Linked DNA regions of Rattus norvegicus: region 1 is linked to region 2. The links are chromatin contacts, called in public Hi-C maps. All regions are on one chromosome and are shown on one strand. The core of a region is the stretch at or near the end of the contact, and the rest is flanking DNA. Distances in the headings are between cores, read along the strand shown. Region 1 holds the start of Thoc2l (THO complex subunit 2-like). Region 2 holds the start of Zfp658l1 (zinc finger protein 658-like 1).

What was found. Hi-C and Micro-C count contacts between places; a contact is called where the count stands out from the background.
Region 1: a contact with region 2 is called in a Hi-C map of kidney, with 3 times the contacts expected there. The contact joins the promoter of Thoc2l here to the promoter of Zfp658l1 in region 2. A contact is called at or near these places in 2 of 12 Hi-C or Micro-C datasets (kidney and mammary epithelial cells).

Annotation. Positions count from the first base shown.
Region 1 is chr14:5,537,882-5,542,123 of GRCr8, reverse strand. Thoc2l (THO complex subunit 2-like) reads left to right here and starts at 2,478. Exons shown (of 9, transcript NM_001379099.1): 1 at 2,478-2,695. Pkd2 (polycystin 2, transient receptor potential cation channel) reads left to right here. Exons shown (of 15, transcript NM_001191934.1): 15 at 1-303.
Region 2 is chr14:5,240,747-5,244,974 of GRCr8, reverse strand. It overlaps Zfp658l1 (zinc finger protein 658-like 1), which reads left to right and starts at 2,031. Exons shown (of 4, transcript NM_001177909.1): 1 at 2,031-2,155. The coding sequence starts at 2,126. LOC134481698 (a long non-coding RNA gene) reads right to left here and starts at 604. Exons shown (of 2, transcript XR_010057428.1): 1 at 1-604.

The sequences.
Region 1 (4,242 bases), core at 1,229-3,728, 300 kb before region 2:
GCCATATATCTACTATGGTCACTAGCACGTCTTTAATGATGCTTGTTATTACATCGTCGCTTCTTTTTCATTCAACTTGCAGAACTTTTGTAGAATTCTTTTTTTCCCTTTACATATAAGTTCATATATTTTTCTACTTCAGTCCTGTGAAGCTTATCCCCAATCACTTTTCTATTAGTCTCCCCTCTGTATATGAGGGGAGTTATTACATATACAAGGTTCTTTTGACAATCAACAATTTCTTAACTGTAATAATGTGTACATTACTTAATAAAGACTTGACATGCTACCGTGGTGTAAATACACCTTTGTTTCCCTAAAAGAAGGCTGCCTTTTATCATACCATAAGCCCTGGAAAAGCACCTTACTTTCTGTGTCATGGAATGATACAAGTAACACATTTATATGTTTTTTACACTAAATGTAAATTTTTAGACTCCCAGTTAACCTGTCATACATGGTCCTTTTTTTCTTTTTTTCTCATTACAGAAGTATAACCTGGGACAAAGACTCCAGGACAGGGGGACAGTTGGGACATGTAGGTAACAGGAATGAGGAAGACAGGAAGGGGGAAGCATTAGTAAAGGGCGTGGTAGCGCACTGTTAACGTCGTTGGCTGCTGGAACACTGAGACTCTGAGACATGGTGCAAAGTGCACACTCATTGACTCTACCCTCCAATAATGTGAGGACAAACTTGTAACCCTGAGAGCTGAAAATCAGTAGGCACACCCCACAGGGATACACCGGAAGGCATTTTCCTAGGATATGTAATAGGCATAATCACGCATGGTTCACATCCATGTACTTCCATTTCCCCAAGACACAATGCAGAAAACGAGTGGGCCTGTTTCCTGTGTACAGCGTGAGTCAGTCGCCTGTACAGTGGAGGGGAAAGTAGCCCTTATCTTAGTTACGTTTCTACTGCTACGGTAGCATAGATAACACAACCCCGGCAACTTATAAAGAGTTTATTGGTGCCTACAGAGGATGCGCCCATGACCATCGCGGCGAGGTGTATGGCATCAAGCAGGTAGGCATGGCGGTGAAGCAGTAGCTCAGAGCTTCTGTCTGGTTGGTAAACATGGCAGACAGCTAACTGGGAATGGTGTGTGCTTCGGACACCTCAAAGATCACCCCAGTGTGCGGTAACAACTCCTAATCCTCCCGAAAGTTCTACCAACTGGGGACCATATACAGGAAACCATGTGTGTTCCATATTGCTCACAAAGCTAAACGTTAATCTGCCATGACTCAGCTCCACTCCTGCACATATGGCCAAAGGACACCCTCCTACCGATGCTTGCCTAGCAATGTCCATTTGCTGCTCTATTCACAGCAGCTAAGCGTGAACACCCTAAACGCCTGCAAGCGATGGGCAGCAATGCAGATGTGGTGCAGGCTCACAAAGGGATAATACCCGTCTGTGAGGAAAACGACATCATGAAATTTGCAGGTAAGTGTAGCTCTCACCAGGCTGCAGGCATGAAATGGTTGCTGGAGGAATAAAAATGAACATCATCCCATCGTTGTTCATGAATTATTTTCATGTTGGGGAAAGGCATCTAAATAGAAATAAATGCCCGGAAAGTGACCAAGCCACTTATACAGTACCTGCTGTTATGTGCAAGGCAATGTACTAGATTCTGGTCATGATAAGATTTTTTAAAATGTGGGTCTTTATCTGTCTAGAACTTACTATTGAGACAAAAAAAAATCCCAGTAAGTCATGTTTTTGAGATACATATATGCATACACACACATCTCACTTGATTTTATGTATTTCTGTTGCTTTATGACAAGATGGTTATTTATATACTCATGAGCAATGATTTTATACATACACCACATAATAAGATAACAGAAATGGCAGTTTTTGGAGATAATGTCAAAATGCGAGTTCAATTCTTACTGTATTTGAAACCCCGATGCCTGTTTACATTAAAAAGAATTTTAATCTAGAAATACAAAAGAATTGTAGCCTCTTTTCATAGTGGGTGGGGAGCAAGCCCACAACTAGCATTATCCCAGTTCCCACAGTATGTCCAATAACCATTAAATATTTCCAAGTTTCTGTAAGATGCATAAAAAAAAAAGTTTTATGAATAACCTTAAGGGTTTTGTTGGGAACAGATTTTGACAGCAGTGTCTATAGTGAGCAGGTATTTTAGTCATCTTTCCCTAGCTCATGGCTTGTTTTGTAGTCTTGAGACTCAACATACTTGCCGTAAACTGACTTTTACCATAACACACCAGATCTTCCACCAGTTGAACCACGCCATTTCAGAAAGCTCGCAGAATTATTTGGATTTAGCATTCACTTTCAAATGAAACTGCGAGTGCACACAATCACCTAAGCAAGGTATTTTCTAACAAAAGTGCAGTCATGACTCAAGGCCTCAGTTTCCCCCACTCAGCCTGCCGTCAAAGTGCGGCCGCGCATGCGCAGAGGACACGCCGCACCGCTGCTGTCCCTCGGCAGTGACGTCAACCGAGCGCCGAGGAGATCCCGACCCGTTTTCCACTGTTCTGTGAAGTTGGCCGTGTATCGTTGGTGTCCCTGTCGAGTTGGGTCAGGAGGGCGCGGAGCAGCGAAACCCTTCCCGAGCTGCGGTGAGGAAGCGGTTTCCGGTGGCTGGAGTGGGGAGGCACGAGCTGACGCGGCCGCGGACGGCGACACCGGCCGAACGCGAGCGGTGAGTCGGCATGGCGGCCCCCGGGCGAGCGGGCGGACTGCGGCCTCTGTCCGGCTCGGCGGCGGCTCGGCGTGCCGGGCTGTGCTGACACACGTAGGGGAAAGCTGCGGACCCCCGAGTCTTTCCGGAGCATTCTCGAAGCGAACAGGCTATTAATGAGCTCTGGTGTCACGAGGCGCTTCCTCAGCCCGACGTTTGGTGGCTCCCGTGAGCTTCACAGGGCACACAAAACGCCCGCCTGGCCAGCAGTAGGTGGTTTCTGGACCGCGAGCTTCGAAGAGATTAACTGTGTCTCAGGTGCAGTAAACTCAGGATCTGGAGCGAAAGGGGTGAAGAGTTGAAAGCATTACCAGGAATGGCTCCAGTATACCTCATCCGGTTGTAATAAGTAGTTCTCTGCAATATTCTGAAGCTGTGGAAGTGCTGGGGACGGGAGAGGGGGTACGATTAGATTAAGAAAAAGGACAGGGTGCCAGGATTTTAGAAGTGTGTTTTGCCATCCCTACGTTTGCCCGCAGAATCTACCCTCAGACATTTAGAGCCAGTAGGAGATTATTTTTCAGGATGATATTTATAACCAAAATCAGAATATTATCAACTGTGTTAAATTGTCACTGGATATTATTGTTAATTCTTCCCCCGGTTCAAGAAACTTAGACAAGGTGCTTGGACAAGAACGTTGATTGTTTATAGAGTACTAAAAACACTACAGTATGCTTTAAAGAAACTTGAAGGCTCGTCTCCATGATATGCCCAAATATTTGACAGAAGTTATTCTTTTGGATGCCTTTCAGAAGACGTTTTAGTCTTAAAGACTCATATAAGTATTCACATGCTTTATTTCAAGCTAAAATTGGGATGATAGCTTCTTCATACTTAACAGTCATTTTGATATCAGCCAGCTTTGTAGTTCCAAAGAGCAAGACTATGGGAAACCATATTTCCATTTCAGTTAATAACAGGAGGCAAAGTTGCAGTCACACCAAAAATAATTTTTTGTTTGGGTCAACATGAGGAACTGTATTAAAGGGTCACAGTATTAGGAAGGTTGAGAACTGCTGGCATAAATGTAAATGAAAACACAAAAGAAATTAAAAGAAAGCACATCACAAAATAGAGAAAAGGATAGTTAGCCAGATAAAGCATTCTGGTATTGTGAAAATAAACCATGTAGGCCAAGTTTAATTCCCACCACTGCCAGTATGGAGAGGCATGCATGTGTGTATCAAGTACTATATGGAGTACAGGGGGTTCTCATCACTTAGCATAGTTCTAAACCATTAAACCAAACCACAGTAAAGAAGCTTGAATAGTTACGGATTCGACAACTCCATGCTATATTGAACAGATACCTAATTTGATACTGTAAAGTGTACTCGTTAAGAAACTTCTGGACCTTTCCTGGAGAATGAAATTATTAGAAAGGTGCCAGGGTTAGGTACAAGATGACTGTTTTATACAGTCTAACTAATCACCCATACGTTTGTTTGCTTGCTTTTAAATTCACTTTACATCCCTATGGCTGTCCTCTCTCCTGGTTTCCACCC
Region 2 (4,228 bases), core at 782-3,281:
TCAGTAAACAGCAGTGAGGTTAAAGCGCAACACAGCAGATCACTTAAAAAGCCGCGAGTGCGCAGACACTGCAAGGGGATTCCCGGAAGCACCCTCCTCCTCTTCTGACTGAAGGGCTTCTTGGAGGTCCTGATTGGCCAGTGAATCTGTCAGTTTGTGTCTGCCCTTCCCCTGGGCACAGCTTCTTGGGACAGTGAAACCGGGAATTTCTCTGTGTTTTAGCAATGCTTCGCCTGGCTGGTACTGGGCTTCAGGGGACTGCCAAGACAGAGCTCTGGGATGGGAAAAGCAGTCTGGGATGAGAGGTGAAGCCAGAGCTGGTTCAGGGATTCCTTGGCTTGGTATTGGGTCGGGCCTCATGGGGATCTCTGACACTTGTACACCAGGAGGTGGAGTGGAAGAGGCTTGAACTCAGTAGGAGGCTCCTCCCCCAGGTCTGGGGGAGGAACAGGGAGCTATGGCTTAGATCTAAGTCTATGTAGGAAGTGTGTTCATTCACTGCCTCAGGATCCTTGTCGCTCTCTTCGTAGTCAGAGCAAAGCTTCACATGCTGACTCGTGTGGAGCAGCCCTCTCAGTTCTTCTCGTCTCTCATGAGCTGGATACCTGCACCAACTTTTCTCAGACATCTTCTGTTTTTGTTTTCTAACCACCATTTAAATTTTCAATAACAGAACACAGTGTCTGTGCTCAGTCTACTGCTCTAGCCTTGGATCTGAAAACATCATTTCTCATGATGTTGGCGTGCTTTCTGCATGAAAACAAAAGAGAACAAAACAAAAGAACAAACAGAATTTGCTGGTCTGGGAGTGAGGCTCAATGATACAGGCAAGGTGTAATGTCCACCACTCATTCCTTGTGATGTACTTATGTATAACACAAAGTTTACCATCTTCCCCATTTTATCTTTTGCATGTTCATGTGTGTGTAGTCTGATGTGTGTGTGCAGTCTGATGTGTGTGTGCTGTACATACCGTTCATATGCACGTGTGCCTGTGTGCGTACAGGTGTGTATACATACGGTAGTCAGGTGTCAACATTGGGTTATTTTCCCCTGTAGAGAAACCATAGTTCTATGGCATACTCAATTGTGGTTGTGGACAGGTGTGTCCTGGTTCTGCTAAAATGGATTAATTTGGGAATCTATAAGAAAGGAAAGACTAGTGAACGAACGGACGATACAATGTGGTGTCGATGAACAATGGATATATTTCACCATAAAAGGACAAGGAATATCTTACATATGTGTTATGATAAGAACTTAGACATCATACCAGTGAATGAGGATGATATGAAGGGACAGATAGTGTGACTTTACCGACACATTCAGAGACACGATTCCTGGATAAAGTGGAGTCGAGTACCAGAGGTTCCTGGAGGCCCTGAGGGCTTAGTCCATAAACTTCCCTTCCCAGACATTCTTCCCTGCAAAAAGTATTTAATCTCAGGTCAGACCCCGAGAAAAGATATGTATCTCTTTTCTGCCACAGTCAATAAACAGATTAGAACCAAGGACGGTCTCTCATTTACCACCACCATGGGTAACGCACAGAACATCTTCCCCCCTCCAATAGAAGGCCCATCTGTGCTTCCAGCCTGCCTCTGCCAAGCTAAGGCCCATCCCTGCTGAACTAAGCCATAGCTCCCGTTTTCCCAAGGCCTGGGGGAGGGTCCTCCAACTGAGTTCTTGGCTCTTCCACTGCACCTCCTGGTGCCTAGGTGTACAAGTGTCAGAGATTCCCTGAGGCCCGACCTAATATCAAGCCAAGGTATCCCCGAACCAGCTCTGGCTTCTCCTCTCATCCCAGACTGCTTTTCCCATCCCAGAGCGCTGTCTTGGCAGTCCCCTGAAGCCCAGTACCAGCCAGGCGAAGCACTGCTAAAACACAGAGAATTTCCCAGCTTCAGAGTCCCAAGAGGCTGTGCCTAGTGGAGACAGGGACTGACAGATTCACTGGCCAATCAGGACCTCCATGAAACCCTCCAGTCAGAGGAGGAGGAGGGTGCTTCCGGGAATCCCCTTTTCAGTGTCCGTGCACTTTAGCCCCTTTTAGAGGTCTGGTGTGTTGTGCTTTGACTTAGCTGCTGCGTACTGAGGGAACGTAGGCAAGCTCGGAAGTTGCAACATGGCCAGGATATTCTCCCTGCTCACAAAGGTGAGGAGCGGAATCTGTTGTGGTGGGCCCTACACAAAGGTGGGAGGAAACAAACAGCTTGATGCAGCCATGTGTGGGGTCCCTCTTGTTATTAGTCATTCCTGGAGTTAGCAGTGGCATCTGAATGACTTCATTGGCTGGGCCGAAGCTGCACAAAGCGTTTGGCGCAGGGGCTTGTGTATAGAGACACCATGGGGAGGGTGCCAATGTCAGACAACCTTAATTTCTCCAGTACAGTCGGCAAGTTCTTCTATTTAACATTTGGTTGGCATTCATTTGGAGTTAATTTTGCTAGGTTGTAAAATAAAGCTCATGTGTTGGGTGTCTGAAAGCATATTGTTTCAATATTTTAGGTTTTTTAAAAAACAAACAAACAAACAAACAAACAAACAAACAACCTTTGAACAGCTGCCTGTTTAGCCGTTTAGAAAATTGTTTCTGAGACAACCTATATTGTCACCTGGATTCAAGTCTCATGCTCCCCCAGGGCAATGACCCTACTTTCCTTTTTATGAAACTTCCTAAATTCTTTAGACAAAGGGCCTTATCACAAGAGCATTTTAAAATTATTCATCTCAGTCATGTAAGGAATGGTCCTCTGAAGTAAAAGTAAAATACTTGCAAGGGAGCATGGCTTCTGCCTTCAGACCAGAAAGAGGAAACAGTTTACTGTGTACACTGCAGTGTTAAACAATGCAGACAAGAGCCAGCGCACAGACATAAGTTTAAGAGAGCCATCTGCAGGGGCCACCTTTAGGAAGGAGGTACTGTATGGGGCGGAGTGAGTGATTATTTTTAAATTCCCCAGCATTTATTAATTCATGCGTGGGAAAATAGTCTACATTGGTGGACATAAAGGTTGGGAAGTTTATGTTGAACCAAACTTTGTTGATCCAATTATGTCAGCTCAGAAATTTGTATCAGGGGCTATGGGGATAGCGGTGTGTGTCAGGTTACAGATCTCAGCAGCTAATGTTGCACATAGCAACAAGATCGTACGTCATCTCACTGATGCCATTTCCTTTAGCAGGGAACGGCCTGCTCTTCTTGAAAGTCACTAAAGCTGTGGATTTTTCCAATTTTACCTTTCTTTTCTAAGAAGTGGGTTGTTAGTAACACTTGTAAAATTTCATTTTCTCAGAGCGTCATGGCTCGGATCGACTATTTGTTCTTATTTGTCTCTTGGAACTTAAGAGTGTTATTCCTTTTTCTCAAGTCTTTACTTACTTGATTCACTATAGTGTAATTTTTTTTCTTGGATTTTTTTCTTTTACTTACATTTCTTTTTTTTAATTTACATTTCGGATGTTATCTCCATTCCCAGTTTCCCATCCATAAAACCTCTACCCCATCCCCCTCCCCCTTCTTCTATGAGGGTGCCCCCCACCTATTCACCCACCCTTTCCTGCCTCCCTGCCCTAACATTCCCTTACACTGGGGGGTTCCAGCCTTGGAAGGACGAAGGGTTTTTCCTCCTATTTGTGCCCAACAAGGCCATCCTCTGCTACATATGCAGCTGGAGCCATGGGTCTGTTCATTTATAGTCTTTGGGTGGTGGTTTAGTCCCTGGGAGCTCTGGTTGATTAGTATTGTTGTTCTTATGGGGTTGCAAACCCCTTCAGCTCCTTCAATCCTTACTCTAATTCCTGCAATGGGGACGCCATTCTCAGTTCAATGTTTTACTTCTAGCATTCGCCTCTGTATTTGTCACTCTGTGGCTGAGCCTGTCAGGAGACAGCTATATCAGGCTCCTGTCAGCATGCACTTCTTGGCTTTATCAATATTGTCTAGGTTTGGTGGCTGTGTATATATGGGTGGAGCAGGGTCTGAATAACCGTGCCTTCAGTGTCTGTTCCAAACCTTGTCTCCATATCCCCTCCTATGGATATTTTTGTTCCCCTTTTAGAAGGACTGAAGCATCCCCACTTTGTTTATCCTTCTTGAGCTTCATGTGGTCTGTGGATTGTATCTTGGGTAATTCGAGCTTTTGGGCTAATATCCACTTATCAGTGAGTGCATACCATGTGTGTTCTTTTGTGATTGATTACCTCACTCAGGATGATATTTTCTAGT